Linked DNA regions of Drosophila melanogaster: region 2 is linked to region 1. Evidence: chromatin contacts called from public Hi-C data. All regions are on one chromosome and are shown on one strand. The core of a region is the stretch at or near the end of the contact, and the rest is flanking DNA. Distances in the headings are between cores, read along the strand shown. Region 1 holds the start of CG10654. Region 2 holds the start of CG32110.

What was found. A called contact is a pair of places that touch in the nucleus more often than the background predicts.
Region 2: a Hi-C map of the OSC cell line shows a contact between it and region 1, with 2.1 times the contacts expected there. A contact is called at or near these places in 17 of 107 Hi-C or Micro-C datasets (the D17-c3 cell line, the Kc167 cell line, the ML-DmBG3-c2 cell line and 8 more) and 1 of 7 datasets of targeted methods (the Kc167 cell line).

The regions. Positions count from the first base shown.
Region 1 is chr3L:12,505,794-12,510,247 of dm6, reverse strand. It overlaps CG10654, which reads left to right and starts at 2,408. Exons shown (of 2, transcript NM_001274838.1): 1 at 2,408-3,098; 2 at 3,761-4,454. The coding sequence starts at 2,538. The coding sequence ends at 4,438. It overlaps sti (sticky), which reads left to right. Exons shown (of 7, transcript NM_140327.2): 6 at 24-219; 7 at 276-2,250. The coding sequence ends at 1,891. vih (vihar) reads right to left here. Exons shown (of 2, transcript NM_140325.3): 2 at 4,427-4,454.
Region 2 is chr3L:12,806,741-12,811,194 of dm6, reverse strand. It overlaps CG32110, which reads right to left and starts at 2,474. Exons shown (of 1, transcript NM_168520.2): 1 at 1,099-2,474. The coding sequence starts at 2,426. The coding sequence ends at 1,191. It overlaps Sap130 (Sin3A-associated protein 130), which reads right to left. Exons shown (of 11, transcript NM_168518.3): 3 at 3,365-4,216; 4 at 2,719-3,309; 5 at 532-989; 6 at 1-467. It also overlaps asRNA:CR46251.

The sequences.
Region 1 (4,454 bases), core at 1,159-3,658:
ACATTTTTGTATTTATATTTTAGCTCAAAGTTGAGGACCTATCCGCCAAGAAGAAAAAGACATTGGCGGACAAACTTTTCGGTTCTAGCCACACAAACAAGGAGAACGTGTCACCCAATGACGTGGAATCTTCCATTCTGTATCGCGCTCTAAAGGAGGAACTGAAGCGAGAACAAAAGATGAACAGCTTGCTGAAGGAGCAGTTGGCTCAGTTGAATGGTGGGATTTCTTTAGATTTCGCTTGATGTTTGTATCTAATTGTATATTTCCTTTAGGAACTGCAACCTTGCGCTCTCCACGCAAATCTGCAGCTGTTAATGGCGACTCCGATGCACCCAAACAGAGACCCGTAAGCATTGCTGCCTTGCCACGTTCTCCACAGAAGCAGCAGCAGCCCCTGAAGCGCACCACCAGCCAGGTGGAGCTGAAGACGACGGCGGAGAAACCGACTAAAGTAACCATTGAGAACCAGGCTCATCACCGTTTCGAACTGGCCCTGCAGGAGTCCAAGGTGGATGCCGTCAACTGTGTAGTTTGCGAAAAGGCCGTCGTTGCCGGTTCGCCGTTCTGGAAATGCAAGGAGTGCAAAGATGTTACGCATCGCAAGTGTCGCTCCAATGTTCAGAGCCATTGCGGATCCACCAAGCCGACTGCACCGTCAGCCGATGATCTTAGCAGTATTCAATCTGTCTCCAGCTTGACTTTGGATAGCGTAGATGTTGCGGGTGGTACAACCAGCGGTGGCGAGTACATTGGATCGCTGGTCTACAGTTCGGATGGTGCAGAAGATCAGGCACGGAAGGAGATCGAAGTGAACTGCGCCTTTGAAGTGGCCGAGCAGCAAATACTCCTATTGGGCTGTAACACGGGACTGTATGCGTATCACTTGGACTCGCAGCGATTGGTGCACATTTCTGGTCTCGAATCGGTGAGCTGCATGTCCATTTGCAAGCGCCTGGCTAAGGCTATAATGGTGGGCACAGTTGGCGAGAAGCTATATCAATGTGACTACCGCCAGCTGGAGTCACGCTGTCAGAGCTCCAGTTCGTGTCACAAGCCTGTGCTGGAAACGTCGGCCATTGAGCTGCCATTTGCCAATCGCACGCCATCGGAGAAATGGAAACTAGTGCTGATCTCCGATGAGGCGGAGAACGCATTGGATTCGGTGGCTATTGCGGCCACGTCCACTAGGATTGTCATCTTGAAGTACGACCTTAAGCTGCACATGTTTAAGCCAGTTCGAGCCTTGGACACGGCCACGCCGGTCACATCCATATTCTTTACGCGTCACTCGGCCATTGTTAGCTCGGATAAGTTCTACGAGATCGATTTGGACAACTATGCGGCTGAGGAGTTTGTGGATCTGTCCGATAAGTCAATGGAGAGCACTGCCAAGTGCCAGCCCCTAACTGCGGTGCGCATCTCACGACAAGAGTATCTGCTCTGCTTTGCCGAATATGGCGTCTTTGTGGACGAGTTTGGCTGCAGATCCAGGCCGTACGATTTGAACTGGGTCTATGCACCCACTGGATTTGTTTACCGCGATCCATTCCTATTCATATCGCACTATCAAAGCGTGCAGATAGTCCGTTTGCATCGGTCGTTCAGCAAGGAAATGGCCAGCGGGGATAACGCATCGGAGAATTCGGAATCCCCGGAACTGCAGCGCGTCTACTTGCCCCACTACATGTCCACGCTGCTGGCCAACAGCGGAGATGTCAATCTCTATGCCGTGGCCATCGATCAGAGGCCCTGCAATGGAACACAGAAGATCTACCATCTGGACACGATGCAGGCATTCAAGCAGAAGTTCAATATCTCCATGGAAACGCTGTCTTCAGTGGCCACTTCTGTGACTTTGGGCTCGACTGTCACCGGAAATAGCATATAGATGAAGGATATATATTAACTAAACGAATGGACAAAGCAAAATACTACAAACTGAGTAGTTGTAGTTATATCTAGGGTTAGGATATGCTATACATTTGGATTATTATTATTTTAACTTGTCAGAACATATGTTTTTTCACAATCTTTTTCATGTGTAACGATTGCCTAAAATCACATGGCAGAATCTTTTAAAAATTACTTAATTTACTCTTTAAATACTTTGTGCTGTATACACAAATAAAACTTGAGATTTTGATAAAAAAGGTAATTCATATTAAATTAATATATTTATTTTGATCACTAAAATATCGAAGCATATTAAAGGAAATATTTTTTAATTAATTAAAGAAGTCGCATAATATTTTAAATCAATTTTACTATGCAGGATAGCTTTTCGAATAGAATAGTTGGGGGCATGGAGTCGACGCCAAGCTTTTGGGGCTGATCCCACGCAGCTTTTCGGCAGCAGCTTTCAATGTCCCGCAATTCGAAAGCCCCGGAAATGGAATCGTGCTCTCCGCTGGCATTACTGCCATCGTTGGCTTGGCCGCTGGACGCCGGACTGCTGCACTGCCGCCGTCGCAGATTGTGTTAATTGATTTCAATTGGCTCCACGCCATTTGAGTGGCCCGTTGAATCTCCCGACGATGCCAGCAACGATGTTTGATTCCCAGCTGAGTTTGTGCGCGGGTCGCATTGTCGCCGATTCCACCACCACCACTACCTCCGGCATGGATGGATGCGATGGTGCCAAGACGATGATATGCCGCGCTTGTCTTGTGCTACTGGGTCCGCAGGATGCGTGTCACAATCTGGACAGCGAACAGGATCTGGCCAGCAAGTACTACGGCTGTACTGGAGAGGATGCCGTTAGGGATTTGCCACCCCAGTTGGTGCTGAAAAGCATCTGCGAGTGCTGCTATCAGTTGGTGCAAAAGTTCCACGACTTTCAACGCATGTGCGCAGAGTCCTTGCGCAATTTTGAGAAGCTGCTGCAGGACATCGACATCGGATGCCACAAACTGGAGGACCACACTTGGCACGACTTGGACACCCCCTCGGAGAGCAACGAGTCCACTAATCCGGAAGCCCAGTCGCACGCACCCTGCATCGCAGCGACGCAGGAGATTGTGAGTTTTATCTGGCCACAAGTGTGCCTGCCTCTGGCCGTAATCTTATCTAGAATCACATTGGGTGCTTCGCTCGAGGTGTGTTGCCTAGCAGCCAAGCAAAGACAATACTGCTCCCCATTCCCCGCCATAAACAAAAACATTTCGACAGCGTTTGTTTGTGTTGTACTATTTTTGTTTGGTGGGTGATAGCACTCGAAAAGGAGGCACGTCCCAATCTATTGGGTATTTTTAAATTTTCCACTAATAAAATTGGGAAGATGGCAACACGCCTCGATTTATGGCTCCTCCAAATAAGAAAGTCGATTTTAAAGGCCAGTTTTATCTAGAATAGATAAATGTGTTCCCTAACTTTCACTCATTTTAGATATTATTTATAGCGCCTTTAATATTTTTAGCATTAAAAAACTAAACTAAACAGATAAGTGACCGCCAAAAGTTCGGTTCACAAAATATTACTTTCATTTTATCATCTTCTAAGTCGAGCGATAAGATAATCTTAATAGCAAATTAAGGAAAAATTTCCACTTTAAAGTAATGAGTAAACATAATGTAATTCCTACCCTTACTACAAATTACTTAACTCAACCAAAAGCAGTTTGTTTTTATATGCTTAGACCCTTTTTACATAAAAAATTCCTTCATAATAGATATGTACAGAATTCCCACAAAAAAAAAAAAAAACCACCACCATTCAGTTTGCTATGGTAATTAAATATATAATACCCTAAATTTTCCAGGAGGAAGTCTACGTAATAGAGGACGAGTCAGCCAAACAGGATCTGGGCCAGGAGAAGCTATCCATTTCTAGCAAGTTGCTGGGTGCCAGAAAACGACGAGGAGTGCGACACACCCTCGAGTGCCGAATTTGCCACCGTGGCTTCTACAAACCGTCGCTGCTGGAGGCCCATATGCAGCAGCATGAGGGTCTGAGACCGTATACCTGCGTCCATTGTGCCAAGAGCTATGCCCGGGCCAATCTGCTGGAGTCGCACCTGCGGCAGATGCATAACAATGCCGACGCTGCGCGGATCATCTATGCCTGTCCGAGCTGCAACAAGGTGTACACAGCGAACCGAAGTCTCAAATATCACATGAGAAGGACGCACGAAAGGTATCACGAGTCAGAGTCCCCGGATGCGCGGCACATTTGTGAGGAGTGTGGCAAGTGCTTTGCGCGAAAGGCACATCTAACGCGCCACAAGATGGTCCATGGTAGCGTTGAGGGTCGGAGATACTGCTGCGAATGCTGCGATCGCAGATTCTACACCAAGGAGAACATGGTGGATCATCTGCTGCGCAAGCACGGCAATAAGAATCTGCTGCTCAGATGCAGAAAATGCGGACGCATTTTCCAGAACAGCGTGGAGCTCAACGCTCACGGGAGGAAACACAAAGCGATGGATGTAGTTCAATAATTCGTTTTATTTGTGG
Region 2 (4,454 bases), core at 1,225-3,724, 300 kb before region 1:
AGATTTTTAGCCGCCCGTATTGGCGAACCTTCCGCATCCCGCTTGCGCATAAAGCTGGACACCAGTGCTCCACTTGCAGTTGCTTGTTGCGGATTGCCCGCTCCCGTGGTCACCTTAACGGACGTATGCAGCGGAATAACCATGTGCTGCGGCGGCGCACTATTTGGTCCTGCTGGTATTATCAATTGCTGGTGGCCAATGGTTCGGGTGGCTGTTCCACCAGCCCCCGACGGCAACACCGTAAAAGTAGCCTGCGATCCGCCGCCACCTGATCCCGCTCCGGCAGTCGCGTGACTTGCAAAGGGTAACGAAGATACCGACAAGCTGCCACCGGCGCTGCTAACCAATTGTGCCTGCGCCTGGGTGCTCTGCGTCACTGTTGTCGTAGTCAATGATAGAACGCCTGTGGAGGCGGAGGCTGGCATAGATTCGTAGTAGATTGTGGCAGCACTTCCCTTCTCATCGATCTGTATAACGATTTAGTTTTAATAGTTAATTGAAGCATCATATATGTAGATAGTTGAAACCTACCTTCATCAACTGGCTCTGTGAAGCAACTACAGGATTCCAGGTGCGTTGAAAGCCCGTCACTGTTGCCCCGCTTGTGCTGGAACCATCTGCTCCAGGGGCAGAAGAAGCTGGTGCCATCATCATCTTGCCCAAAGTGATGCCGCTTGCGTTCTTGATGGGCGTCAGAGTTCCCGTGAGGATATTACCGCCTGGTCCCACTCCCGCTCCCCTGCCACTGATGGTAAGTGGCAGGACAGTGGCTCCACCGGCCGCCGATGTGGCACCCGTCACCGAGCTTGAATTGACCACACTGGCAGAGACATTCGGCACTGGCACCGCCTGGATGCTGGCCACGCCCTGCGGCCCCATTGTTTGTCCTCCACTTCCTCCGCCAGCTGACAGTTTTCCGATGGGATTAAGCTGTGTAATAGTTAGCGATGGCTGAACCTTAGCGGTCATGGTGACAGGTGGACGAATGCCTGTCGATTGATGGTTTCAAAGATATATTATTATTATTTCATTTAATTGTGGTAGGGTTTATTCCTATCATATTCCACTTACAAAAGAACAAGTCACGAAATAATTCTTAAATTTTCAAACACTATTTTATTTTTGTTCTTATTGTATAGTTCTCAGCTCAGTTCAATCCATAAAAAAGTAAACTCTATATAGGAGAACACCTACTTCCACAGCTGGTCGCCGGTCAACTCCAGAACCATCTTAGTGCGAAAATATTTCATGTCTTTCTTGGAAAACGTTATTGGAGCATCCCGGGTTAGGTATTCTGCAAACATGCAGACGAACACGCCGCAATCGTTCATGTTGTCTTGTTGCGGCACATTTTGGGCATCCTCGATGCGAAATTCACTGGTGTCCAAACACAGCCCGAGCTTGTCCTCCGACTCCATTTGAAGGTACTTCACTAGTGCTCGCATCAGATTCGGGTCACCGCGGCCTCTTGAATTGTAGTAGAGCATTGTTTTCGCAGGCAAATCGATTATGACCAGGCACCAGTGAACGAGCATTTGGTGAACAGGCACAAGTATGAGGTCCATGCTAAACAGATCCACCTTTCTAGTCCAGCGTTTTACGCCATCGAAGCCACTTTGCAGCAGGCGGGGCACAAAGAAAGTGCTCATGGCATACACGCTGGGCACTGTACCAGGACGCTTCTCCGATCGCTCGACCAGTAGGTTCATGTAAAAGTTGATTATTTTGTCGTTGAGCCAGCCGCCACTGGTCAGGATTTTGATATCACTGCCGCAGATGTCCAAATTGAACTTGGCCACAATTACCTGCTGCAGTGGATACTTAGATAGTTCCATCAGCCGATCATGGTGTTCTTTGGTCAGCGGAATCAATTCGCTGCTGATTCTTATGTCCTCGATCACATGGACGGACTGCTTAAGGATCAGCTTCTTGTATCTATCGATTTCGCAGGCAATTCGCTCGTGTTTGGCTTTTAAACACAACTGATGTGCTTCATTCAAGCGCTTTCTATTTAACTTGTTTTTTTGATCCGTCCAACGCCGAAATTGCTCGATATAGTTGGACCTTAAAAATAAGGATCTTCGAAAGCGTCGATTGTGGCTATGTTTGAAGACCGCTGGTATGGCTTGCAGCAGTTTCGTTTTACGGTCAACTTTCTTGACCACCTTTGGTATCTCCTTATGTCCTATGTCCTCCTTTTCAACGACTTTAAGCGGTGTCGGGACTGCGGGACCATTGCTGGTTAGTTTGCGGAAAAATTTGAGTTTTTCTTGCACGGCCATTACAACGTCCTCCTCTTGTTCCTGGAAATTCTCGGGCTGCTTTAGAACTGGCATTGTCTTGGCCATAGGGTAATCCTGACACTCTTTTGTGATTAGATCAAAATATCTAGATTTCTCCACGATCTCCTTCTCGAAAGCCAGCATGCTGCTGATGATTGTTGGATGTTGACTAAACTGAATGATATTAGTTCGTAAGCTGTTGATAACAATTGAAATAAAAATTGGGTCCCCCTATTTCAACACGAATTGATAGTAGATTCTCTGCTTCCTAGATGACAGTTAACGTGGTTTATCGATAGTTTCATACTTAACAGCAGAAGTTTCAGTTTTATAAAAATTAAATACTGAATTGACTATTGCTTAACAGATTGCTAAACTAGATGACTTGCTCTTTAGTAAGCATTTTAGAGTATTCCAGTTATAAGTACTAACTTACCCATCTTAGCCGCCGCGGTAGTGCTCATCAAGAATGGCTGCAGCATCACGTTCCCGGCCAGACGAGCTCCGGATCCGATGATCTGTTGAGTGGTTCCCGTCGCTGGCTGCTGCAGCTGAATGATCCGTGTGGTGGGCAAATTAGTGGCCGTCAGAGCAGTTCCTCCGGCTCCGGGACCCCGCCCGGGTGCCACTGTTGCTCCACCGGAAACACTAACGGCCGTTGGAGATGCCGTAACGCTGGTATTCAGCTGCGGTATGCTTGGTGCCCTGATACTTATGCTGGTTGTGTTCAGCTTAGCGGTTGGAAAACTCTTGCCCAGCGGAATTGGTCGCACCTGTCGAGGTGTTACTGTCGTTCCACCGGGCGTCGTTGTTGTTACTCCGCCTGTGGGCGTGGCCACAGCAAAGCGTGGATTAAATTGCTGACCCGGATTCTGACTTGCATTCGGTGCAGACACATTGGAGGAGTAAACTAGTGTAGCCTGATGCTGCCTCTGTGGCAATACAGTAGCCACATAGGCCTGAGGACCTCCTCCCGGTCCCGTCGCCTGTTGTGTCGCCAAGGGCTGGCCAGCGGAAACGGAAAGAGCTATGTGGAAACACAATTAGGATGATGTTGCAGAGTAAGAAAAGATACAACATACCTGTTGGCGCCTGCACTGGAGTAGTGGTCACTACACTGGCATTCGAAACCCCCGCGGATGTCGTTATAATTCGCTGGCGCGGCTGATGAATGGTTCGGATCAGTTGCACCTGTCCCTGACTCTGCATCCAAGCACCACTGTTGCTGGACGAGATGACAGCCGACGATGGTTGCGATGTGAGCGCCACTCCACTTCTGCTCACCGATGCTGTTGCTCCGCGTACGAATCCTCCGGTTGAGCTCAGCACTGTTGGCGCTGTGGGCGTAACCGTGGCCGATGATGTGGCTCTCAATGGCGTGACGAGCCGCTGGCCAACTCCAACGCCAACGCCTCCCATTTGGGTGGCCGTCACACTGGCTCGCGGCAAGTATGTGGCCTGGGTTACGGGCCTGGTAACCGTGATCGATGCATTCGCCCCACTCCTCGCCGGTGCAGCTGGTATGGCTGTTATCTGAGTCCTTCCGGTGGCCGTAACATTCTCTAGCTGCTTGATCATTGGCATCACCACCCGCACCTGTGTGGACTGACCACCAGCGCCAATAGCACGGATCGAAGCTGCCGTAGTCGCTTGTCCTGCATTCAGAGCAATTGGAGTGCCACCTAGGGAAGTTTGTTGAACTTGATTGGCTGACGCCACCTTAATTGTGCCTCCGCTGAGGATCGGTGTGCCCGCAATGGATATCCCACCGCCGCCGTCGGATTTCACGTGGGTGATCTTGGCGGCCACCGCCGGGTGCGCTGCAGAGGATGGCAAATGGGATGGCAATGAGTATTTGTTTATGACGCCGCGCAGCTGCAGGGGCGGATGTGAGTGCGATACCAAGGATGCGGATGCGGATAAAGATCCAGTGGCTGCCAGAGATGATGATGATGATGATGGATATATAGATGGCAGCAATGACAACGATGGCACTGCATGGGTGTGCAGTTGTTGGGTGCGTATCTTAATGGTTTTCAGGGGGGCTGTGCGGGTGGCTACTGTGAGATTTCGGTTAAAAGCTCCACATGGAACACCAATGGACGGACAAGTGAAATTGGGGAGCTACATACATATAACATTGGTTTATTTGTTTGGCTTTTAAATTTAATA